Linked DNA regions of Mus musculus: region 1 is linked to region 2. A link is a contact called in public HiChIP or PLAC-seq data. All regions are on one chromosome and are shown on one strand. Each heading gives the region's core, a stretch centred on a gene start, on an enhancer-like site or on the middle of the called end of the contact. The rest is flanking DNA. Distances are from core to core; before and after follow the strand shown.

Region 1 (5,228 bases), core at 1,841-4,340, 140 kb after region 2:
CAGCAACATCAGTAACAGCCTGTGTCTGCCATACATAGTAACAGATCTCTAAATCTCAGCATCATCTTGTCCCGTCCTTTACTTCCCATCACAGGGGAACCTTGAGAAGATGTGCCGCACCCTGGAGGACCAACTGAGTGAAGTGAAGACCAAGGAGGAGGAGCAGCAGCGCCTGATCAATGAACTGTCAACCCAGAAGGCACGCTTGCACACAGAGTCAGGTCAGTCTGTGCCACACTAGCCTGGGAACAGCAAAGCATGAGAGGTCTGCCCGATCCTGGACGCTGGGGTCTTGCCCTGCACAATGTGTACAAGAGATGGTTACAAATGAATGACTCTAAGCTATGATTAGAGGCGAGTTGGGAAATGAACCTCTTGGGCTTGGGAAAGTTTTGTTACCTCCATAACCCTCAAGAATCCCCCATTCTACAATACCAAAGAAAGCAGTTCACGAACATTCTGGAGACACTCTTTGCACTCTATGAATAAGGAGGGTCGTATTCTGGTCCACCTGAGAGAAGAGAGTTCAATCATTTGTGTTTCCTCTCTCAGGCGAGTTTTCCCGACAGCTGGATGAAAAAGACGCTATGGTTTCTCAGCTTTCCCGAGGCAAACAAGCATTTACACAACAGATTGAGGAACTAAAGAGGCAGCTAGAGGAAGAGTCCAAGGTGAGAACCCTCTGTTGAGACTTTCATGCATGGAACTGGGCAGCCTGAACCACCAGTGATCAGAATGCAAACTCACAGTGTACAATTTTGGGTTATTTAGGCCAAGAACGCACTGGCCCACGCCCTGCAGTCAGCTCGCCATGACTGTGACCTGCTGCGGGAACAGTATGAAGAGGAGCAGGAAGCCAAGGCTGAGCTGCAGAGGGCCATGTCCAAGGCCAACAGCGAGGTAGCCCAGTGGAGGACGAAATATGAGACGGATGCCATCCAGCGCACAGAGGAGCTGGAAGAGGCCAAGTATGGGTTTCAATGAATTAGACAGAAAGAAACTGAAGTAAAGGAAAAGGGAAGGAAAATGGGAAGGAATAATTGTACCAGGAAGAGCATCAAATAATTTCACAGCTTCCATATCTATACAGTTAAGAGGACCATGTACTCAGTCTAGGATCCCACTAGACCCTAGTGAAGAAATGCATCGTTTCCCCTCCCCCTTCTCTCTGGTTTCATAGATATGTTTGAAATAGACACTTCAGATGGAAAAGAGCTCCCCTGGGAAATCAGAATTCTGGGAGAGATAAAATGGTCACTAAGAAGTAATTCTGGAAAAACCTATGGGCACAGAGAAATAAGAGATCTTAGGGGAAAACAGACTTCCCTAATCAGCGGATAGGTAGAGTTCCTTCTGTTAACTTTGAGTCTTCTCGCACTGACCGCCACCCCAGGAAGAAGCTGGCTCAGCGTCTGCAGGATGCTGAGGAACATGTAGAAGCTGTGAATTCCAAATGCGCTTCTCTTGAAAAGACGAAGCAGCGGCTTCAGAATGAAGTGGAGGACCTCATGATTGACGTGGAGAGGTCTAACGCTGCCTGCGCTGCGCTTGATAAGAAGCAGAGGAACTTTGACAAGGTGGCCCACCGGACCTGGGACTTACAACTGGGGAAAGGGGGGCACTCTGCCTGGCTTCATAGCCTAACTAATGACGCGCTTCCAGGTCCTGGCAGAATGGAAACAGAAGTACGAGGAAACTCAGGCTGAGCTTGAAGCCTCCCAGAAGGAGTCCCGCTCTCTGAGCACTGAGCTGTTCAAAGTGAAGAATGCCTATGAGGAGTCTCTGGATCAACTTGAGACGTTAAAGAGAGAGAACAAGAACCTGCAGCGTAAGCCCCAAGCTTCACAACCCCGCTTAGCTCTAACTGGGTTCTTCCATTCTGCCACCATTCATTCCAACCTCTTCCTTTCATCTGTTCTTCCGCAGAGGAGATCTCTGACCTGACCGAGCAGATTGCTGAGGGAGGGAAGCACATCCATGAGCTGGAGAAAATCAAGAAGCAAATTGATCAGGAAAAGAGTGAATTACAGGCTTCTCTGGAGGAAGCGGAGGTATATGCTTTGTTTGCTCACCCATCTGTTAAGGAGAATTGCAACTGGAATCTACCACGTCCTAAGCTCCCAGGGACAATGTATACCACCAAGGAAAACCTAGACATATATACCACTCAAATGCAGGATCAATAATCTAAGTTAGGATATATTGAAAGAATGGGAGGAGGGCTAAATGTCTTCTTGAGAAACCACCATAGTGAGGTCACCAAAATGTTGCTTTTATCAAGGCATCCCTTGAACATGAAGAAGGTAAAATCCTACGCATCCAGCTGGAGTTGAACCAGGTGAAATCTGAGATTGACCGCAAAATTGCTGAAAAAGATGAAGAGATAGATCAGCTGAAGAGAAACCACCTCAGAGTTGTGGAGTCCATGCAGAGCACGCTGGACGCCGAGATCCGCAGCAGGAATGATGCTCTGAGGATTAAGAAGAAGATGGAGGGAGACCTCAATGAGATGGAGATCCAGCTGAACCATGCCAACCGCCAGGCTGCGGAGGCAATCAGGAACCTTCGGAACACCCAGGGAATGCTGAAGGTACCTAGGGGTGAACATGCACTGTGTCAGCAGGCTCAGTGTTATAGAATTCAAATCTTAGATTTTTAGGAAAATTATAGGATATACATTACCAAAGCAATGTAGTATCAGGATAAAAAAAAATTGTATGTGCCTAGTTGGGAAGGAGCTATGTTCAGACTGAAAGGCCCAAGAGAGAATTTGCTTTGTCACCTGAGACAAAATGAGTGGTAAGGTAGATGTAGATACTGATGACACAATTCAGCTTCCCAAGTGCTAGGACTTAGGCACGACTCACCCAGCTCTGGACCTCCCCCTTTAAGCATCTAGAATGATGTAACCAGTGTAGCTGAATTCTAAGGGTACTTTCCTGCTACAAAATTGCACAGATTTATCCATGATTGATTTTTATGATTTTTGGGGATCTAAAATAAACCATTTTGTGCTTTTGAATTTAAGTACTGCACTAGGCATCCAAGAACAAGTCATTAAGGGTACTTGTAGATACTCCTATTTAATCAGACTCTGAGCTAATAAGATCCAGGTGTGAGCATGTCACTAAATTTGAATCCCTTTTAACTAGAGTGTGAGTAAGAGTTTTTCTGCTTTCTGTGCAGGACACACAGCTGCACCTGGACGATGCTCTCAGAGGCCAGGACGACCTGAAAGAGCAGCTGGCCATGGTTGAGCGCAGAGCCAACCTGATGCAGGCTGAGATCGAGGAGCTCAGGGCATCCCTGGAACAGACAGAGAGGAGCAGGAGAGTGGCCGAGCAAGAGCTACTGGATGCCAGTGAGCGCGTGCAGCTCCTCCACACCCAGGTGAGGTTCAGGACCAAGGTTATCAAATGCACTTCCAGAAACTAAAGGCAGTCTGAAGGGGTGAGCTTTTTCATGAGATGCACACATAATGTTGGCAGCCATGTATTTCCAGGGTTTTGGGAAATGGAAAGAGGGACCTAAGTATGTACTGAGACACAGACAGTTTACAAGTCCACTTTTGGGCTGGCATAGTCATGGTCTTGAACAATCTGGAGTTTAAAGCCAATGGAAAGAAAGCTCAGAAGACAATATGCAGTCACTCATCCAACTAATCTTTCACAACTGTACACAACAAGTAAATAAGCCGATAAAATGTAAAAAACAGTAAGCCATCATATTTATTATTATGCTAACATCACAGTACATGGAAAGATCTTTTGGGTTCAAATCCATGGGGCCGTCATTAGTGCTAGTTAGCACTTGTGTTCCACTTATTTATTTAAAGAAGTTAAATAAAGCAATTAAGTAAGTGGTGGTTTAATGTTGCATAATGACCATATGGAGCACTCATTGCCGCAGAAAGACAGACACAAAGCAGAAAGAGAATATAGCAAATTAAGGTGAGGAATCCACTGTCCTTTTATTTTATTTTATTTTATTTTGTTTTATTTTATTTTATTTTTGGTAAAAAAGCATACAGAAATATTCAAAAGGATAAGCAAAAATGTTATTACTGTTGCCTATGTTTATGGAAGGCATATTATTTTTGTCTTATGCTCATTTGCACACTCTACTTTTTAAATAATAAACCCATGTAACAGAATACTTTTGAACACTGCAATGTCTAAAATGGGCAATTATGGAAATGTTCAGATCCATAGTGTAATTTTAAAAATCAAGTATTAGTTAATATGTGACACTTTTCTTACTAATTATGAGCATCTAGAATTGACTGACCATTTCAAATACTGTTAACTTTCCAAAAACATGGGTGCCCATGATTATCTTTTGTATCAATAAATATGCTGTTTATAAACTTACAAAATAGAGGTACCCAATATGGATGACTAGCTAAAATAAGTTATTTTTCATCAGCTGTGTGGTACATAGCACGATAAAGCTGGACAATTTTACTTTGTGTTTATAAGCAGCCATAGATAACCTTTGGCACTAGAGATTAAATTTTACATTGAATCACTTATGTTTTATGACCAGAGATATAGGTAGAAAAAGCCAGGAACTTGGAATTAACTTCATATTTTGTTTTTATTCTGAACATTTCTTATTATCAGCTATTTAGTGCTACATACACTGGTTATAAATGTAATTAAATATAGTTTTCTTTCTTCTTCTTCTTCTTTTTTAAATTTGTAACAGAACACCAGCCTCATCAACACCAAGAAGAAGCTGGAGACAGACATTTCCCAAATCCAGGGAGAGATGGAAGACATCGTCCAGGAAGCCCGCAACGCAGAAGAGAAGGCCAAGAAAGCCATCACTGATGTAAGCAGAGAGCGAGATGGAGATAGCAAGCCTGAATCCTGCAGGGCCTTGTCAGCCTTTAACCAACTCTGTTTTATAACTCGCCAGGCCGCCATGATGGCGGAGGAGCTGAAGAAGGAGCAGGACACCAGCGCCCACCTGGAGCGGATGAAGAAGAACATGGAGCAGACCGTGAAGGACCTGCAGCACCGTCTGGACGAGGCTGAGCAGCTGGCGCTGAAGGGCGGCAAGAAGCAGATCCAGAAACTGGAGGCTAGGGTGGGTGTCCACGTCTTCTTTCAGCCCCCTACCCATGCGTGTGTGAACAGTCGCAGCCAAACTGTTAACCGTGTTCTCTCTCCCAGGTGAGGGAGCTTGAAAACGAGGTGGAAAATGAACAGAAGCGCAACATCGAA
Region 2 (4,767 bases), core at 280-2,779:
AGATGGAGGCTATGCCCGAAGATGAGCATGGGCCATGACATTGGGGCTGTGCCTAATGAGTTGCTATGGCAACAGATGCTCTTGCTGTTGTACATGGCCCTTTCTCTTTGTGAGGGCACTGGGCTAGGGAGGATTTCTGGCCAGCCACCATTCCTGGGTGTCCTGGCTGGTTTTGTGTGTCAACTTGACACAAGCTGGAGTTATCACAGAGAAAGGAGTCTCCCTTGAGGAAATGTCTCTATGAGAATCCAGCTGTAAGGCATTTTCTCACTTAGTGATCAAGGGCCCATTGTGGGTGGTGCCATCCCTGGTCTGGTAGTCCTGGATTCTATAAGAAAGCAAGCTGATCAAGTCAGAGGAAGCAAGCCAGTAAGAAACATTCCTGCATGGCCTCTGCATCAGCTCCTGCTTCCTGACTTACTTGAGTTCCTGTCTTGACTTCCTTTGGTGATGAACAGCAATGTGGAAAGTGTTAGCTGATTAAACCCTTTCCGCCCCAACTTGCTTCTTGGTCATGATGTTTGTGCAGGAATAGACACCCTGACTAAGACACTGGGCATGAAGCTGTTGAGAAGAGAGAACCATTGGTAGCCGCTAATGTCTCTCAGGATATATGTCCACATGGGAAGACTCCACTTTCCCTGTGAAGCCCCTTCTGCTGTCCACACCCCCTGAAACCCCTTGCCACTTCCCTGCCTGGCCAGGTTCCCCCCAAAACCCCGATACCCACAGTGCCCTCACCAGGATTCCTGTTAAAGCTCTAGTTAGTAGAAGGGGCAAGTTTTCTTGCTTTCTGGAACAATCCTTTGTCCTTCACATGGCCTATTTCTTTTCTGTAAGGTATGAAACGTGTTTTAATCACTCCTTTAGACTCCTTCCTCTCTTGGTCTGAGAAGACCCTTTTTCATTTTCTCTTCTGTCTGAACTGCATTCTCCATCCCTCCTACGATGCCCCTTCTCTGCTCTTCCCTTCTTTCTGTGGATCCAGGCTACACTGCAGAGGTGGAACGAAGAAAGGATGTCAAATAAGCTGCTCAGCAAACTCACAGGGACTAAGGGGCTCCGTGTGCTAACTGCCACTTCTAGCTTGGGTGGGGAGAGTCAGTTGGGGAGCTTTGTAAAACATGGATGTTTATGGTCGGGCCCTGTGGAATAAATAGATTCTTATGTCCAGCTACCTGGGCTGCTGAGGTAAGAGGATTACTTGATCCCAGGATTCAGACCCCAGCAGAGGCAACATAGCAAATACCTGTCTCAGCAAGCAAGCAAGCAAGCAAGCAAGCAAGCAAGCAAGCAAGCAAGCAAAATACCACCACCACCACCACCACCACCGAATTGCCCAGGTCACCCACAAGATCATCGAAACCAGAGTATGTGAGGCACAGTCTCCATACATCAGGAGTTTATAACACCCCCAAACCTCCATCTGAAAATGATTCCCAGCTGGTGGGAACTAGGGTATCAAAAAACAGACTTGGGTTCTGTTGAGCCTAAGCTGCCACCTACAGGCCAAAGTGGGTACTGTTTTCAGCTGCAGGAAGAGAGGGTAGGTGACTCAGAAGCTCTGAAACTCCAGAATCTGCCTTTCCGCTCCCCAATGCCCATCAGACAGCCGCATCATCCCGAGAAACTATGTCTTTTCAAAGCGAGAGAGTTTCCATGTCTGTGTCCCGCCCCCTCCATCCCAGAGTCTCCTTCTCTGCATGCCAGGCTAAGAGCACATCTAGAATTTAGTCTCAAACTTAAAAAACATACAGAAAATATGTGTTTATTTAAACAGTACTTTAAAATTATATTTCCCCGTCCATTCATTCTGCTCAGGGCGGGACTGGGTGGGTACTGAGTGACATCTTAACAGGTTGGTGTCACTGGGGACTCAATACCATATTCATATGTTAAGAGTGAGACATCTGTGCGCCTCTATTTCTTCATCTGTAACATGAATAATTATTGCACCCACCCTAGAGGATCAATGCTACAGCTCAGATAAAAGGCCCCACACAATAGTGTCTGATAGAAACAGCAGTTCCCAAGAGCTAGCTGAATTGTCTGACAATGGCAGGGCCAGACAAAGGCATGAGATACGCTGAATTCTGCTCCTTTTACTCTAATCACGTGACTTGATTCATGCAGGTGAATCAAAATGATCCTGAGACTCAAATACTGAGGGTATGTACTCAAACAAACAAACAAACAAACTGGTTAAGTCAGTCTCGCCATCCCCAACCTTTAAAACCAAGTTGCATTTTTGGAGAGTGCCACCAGAGGGCAGCGGTGAGCCACAAATAAATGGCCATGTTGTTGGACCAAGCACAGATTAGGGATGCTGCCTTGGTTTTAACCACCTGGGTTTTCTTAAGCCTGGAGTAGCACATCCGCTAGTTTGCCCGGGTCTGAGTCTAAATACTCTTCTGGCGTCCACCTACAACTTGGGACCGCGGTGACATCTTCAAGGTGGGGTTGGCTTTCATGTCCGTAACGGGTCTTCCACGTAACCGTTCTTTTCTCCTCACTCACTCACCTGCAAACATGGCAGATGGATCATAAAGTGCATCCCCTCTGCTTGAGAACCCATTCCCGTGTCTTTGCCCACGAACATCTCACGCTCACTAACGGGGGCCGGGGGGGGGGGTCTTGTCGCTTGGGAGATGCTCTCGGTGTCCGTTGAGCTCTGTTCCACCTACCATTCTTTCCTTAGTTCAAGACAGGTCCTACAAAGGGTTTGGTTTCTCCGACAGAGACTGCACTTCTGTGACCATTCCAGACTAGAGTGACCCAAGCATTGGGCAAGGCTGAGCACAACCCCAGGTCTCTCTTGAGAACAGTCCCCCAATCTCAAATCCCCAGAACACAGTCCATGCTCCCTGAGTGACGCCTCCTCCCTGCCAAGCGGACTCAAACCTCAAAGCTTCCTGTAAGAACTGTGACAAGAACCGATGCCCACAATCCAACTCTTCTGTCCTCAGCCCACCCTAAGAGATAATTAAAGCAGAGACGTACTTTCTGATCCAGTCAAACAGTGAAGGGATAGTAAGTATCCCTCCAACCTAGCAAGCCCTCAGGCGATCCTGGCAGCAATGTGCCCCACTAACCCCAGGGCTGCCTGAACCACCCTACCTTCAGGTTCTCATGGGAGAACTTTCTGATTATGTGGGCTCCTTAAGGAGAATAGGGGAGAGGGGTCTTGCGGGATTATGCAATGTTAGAAGTCGATAGGATGCTGGACTTAAGTGCTGCCGACTATTTTAAGAAATGGGAGAGGAAGGATATGAGGACTCAAAGGATTTAATGCCGATTAAATCGGAGAGATCACAACATCCTTGTGGGGGATTTATTGCTAAGATGGAATCGTGCTGAGTGAATAGACACAAGGTGCTCAAGACAGCGGGAGAAGAAGAGGGCATGGTGTCTTCTTGGCCTGTTTGATCACCCTAGAAGAAAGAGAGAGACACAGAGGAAATTCATGGCGGAATCACACTGTGAGCCTCAGGCTTGATCTAGCTGGCCCTACCAGGACAAGCGTGAAGGAAAAAAAAAAAAAAAAAAAAAAAAAGGAAAGAAACAAAGAAACCCGAAGGGAAATGATTGTTAAAATGAGAGTTTAGGAGCACAGGATTGTATTCAAGAAGTCACTCGATGGCCTAGCAACAGATTCCTGACAAGGGAATCTGGCAGCTGACAGTCAGTGCCCTGTCTGAATACTCCTAGAGGCCATCATGAGCTGGAATGCCTATCCAGACCAGAGAGCCAAGGCGTCCAGGACAGGCAAGCGCTACTAATTGCACTGTTTAGAAACAGCTTTGTAGAGCAGGCTGGTTTCGAACTCACATAGATCCATCTGCCTCTGCCTCCCTAGTGCTGGGATTAAGGGTGTTTGCCACCATTGCCCAACAATACTTTCAGCTTCTTGTAGGCCCTATGAATAGATTCCACACAGGCGTGAAACCTGTGAAAACTGTTGCCCTACCTCTTCTAGTTTATTTCTCCTCACACGATGACCTGGGGTTTGTTCGGTAGCTCCTTAAACACACCAGCGAAGGTGGAATGATCCCATTAGCTGTGGCTACATTACCATGGGGAAGACGCATGCTTGCCTGATGTCTATGAAGTTGCTGTTTCTGCACATGGTGGCTAAGTCGGGATGGAATTATCTGGAAGATCTCTAGTGGGTACCATTTGGGGGGAAAGAGACATAACCACAAAGCTTCCATGAATTCTGAAGTGCAATGTCTTACTGGCGATGCGCAGCTCAGCAATAGCAAGGCTGTGGCCTTGAGACACAGCACCGAAATAGGAACAGTGTAGTCCAGGCGCCAAGTCCCCTTGAAGACTCTCCTTACTCCGAAGTATTTTTAGTCGTGGTAATTGTAGGTGGTGAGCAGAACACTATAGCCCTCAAGATGGGAGGCTCTCAAACGCGCACGGTCAGCAGGTGTCACCTCCGTAAGCAGACCTACAAGAAGGAAGGGATTAGCTGTGCACAGGACAGCTTTCCAGAAGAGGCCGTCTTGCGGAGTGATCTGGGGTGACCTTACCCAGGAGATTAATGTGCTTCTCCTCTTGTGCCATTAGCAAGCAGCAAAATATCTGACACTTGGGACACTGTGTGTTGTGGTTACAGGGAGAGTAAATGCAGGGGCACGGTGGTCGCTTGAGTGAATATTCGGAAAGAGAAGTTGGGAGGTGAAGCACATCACTGCATCCCCCAGGTCCCACATCACTGTATCCCCACAGGTCCAGCAGGCTGTTCTGTCTCCTGATCTACGA

What was found. HiChIP or PLAC-seq counts read pairs in DNA pulled down with a chosen protein or histone mark.
Region 1: a contact with region 2 is called in an H3K27ac HiChIP or PLAC-seq map of SST interneurons, with 5 times the contacts expected there. The contact joins two enhancer-like sites. A contact is called at or near these places in 11 of 39 promoter capture datasets (the 3T3-L1 cell line, 3T3-L1-derived adipocytes, the HPC-7 cell line and 7 more), 9 of 484 Hi-C or Micro-C datasets (Sertoli cells, cranial neural crest, embryonic stem cells and 4 more), 1 of 115 datasets of contacts at active chromatin or transcription factors (SST interneurons) and 1 of 9 other capture datasets (embryonic stem cells).

What each region holds. Positions count from the first base shown.
Region 1 is chr11:67,253,906-67,259,133 of GRCm38.p6, forward strand. It overlaps Myh4 (myosin, heavy polypeptide 4, skeletal muscle), which reads left to right. Exons shown (of 40, transcript NM_010855.3): 28 at 95-221; 29 at 553-671; 30 at 772-968; 31 at 1,394-1,577; 32 at 1,663-1,828; 33 at 1,927-2,051; 34 at 2,282-2,590; 35 at 3,187-3,390; 36 at 4,708-4,833; 37 at 4,921-5,091; 38 at 5,178-5,228. Among named protein-coding and RNA genes, the nearest start is that of Myh4, 19 kb to the left of the region's middle. Within about 2 kb of position 3,091, at least 1 of the 459 cell types and tissues checked has an H3K27ac peak or open chromatin away from gene starts, as enhancers often do. A contact at or near this core is called in SST interneurons, where this site is marked.
Region 2 is chr11:67,110,687-67,115,453 of GRCm38.p6, forward strand. It overlaps 2310065F04Rik (RIKEN cDNA 2310065F04 gene), which reads right to left. Exons shown (of 5, transcript NR_038055.1): 4 at 3,968-4,453; 5 at 1,775-3,431. Among named protein-coding and RNA genes, the nearest start is that of 2310065F04Rik, 7.0 kb to the right of the region's middle. Within about 2 kb of position 1,530, at least 4 of the 459 cell types and tissues checked have an H3K27ac peak or open chromatin away from gene starts, as enhancers often do. A contact at or near this core is called in SST interneurons, where this site is marked.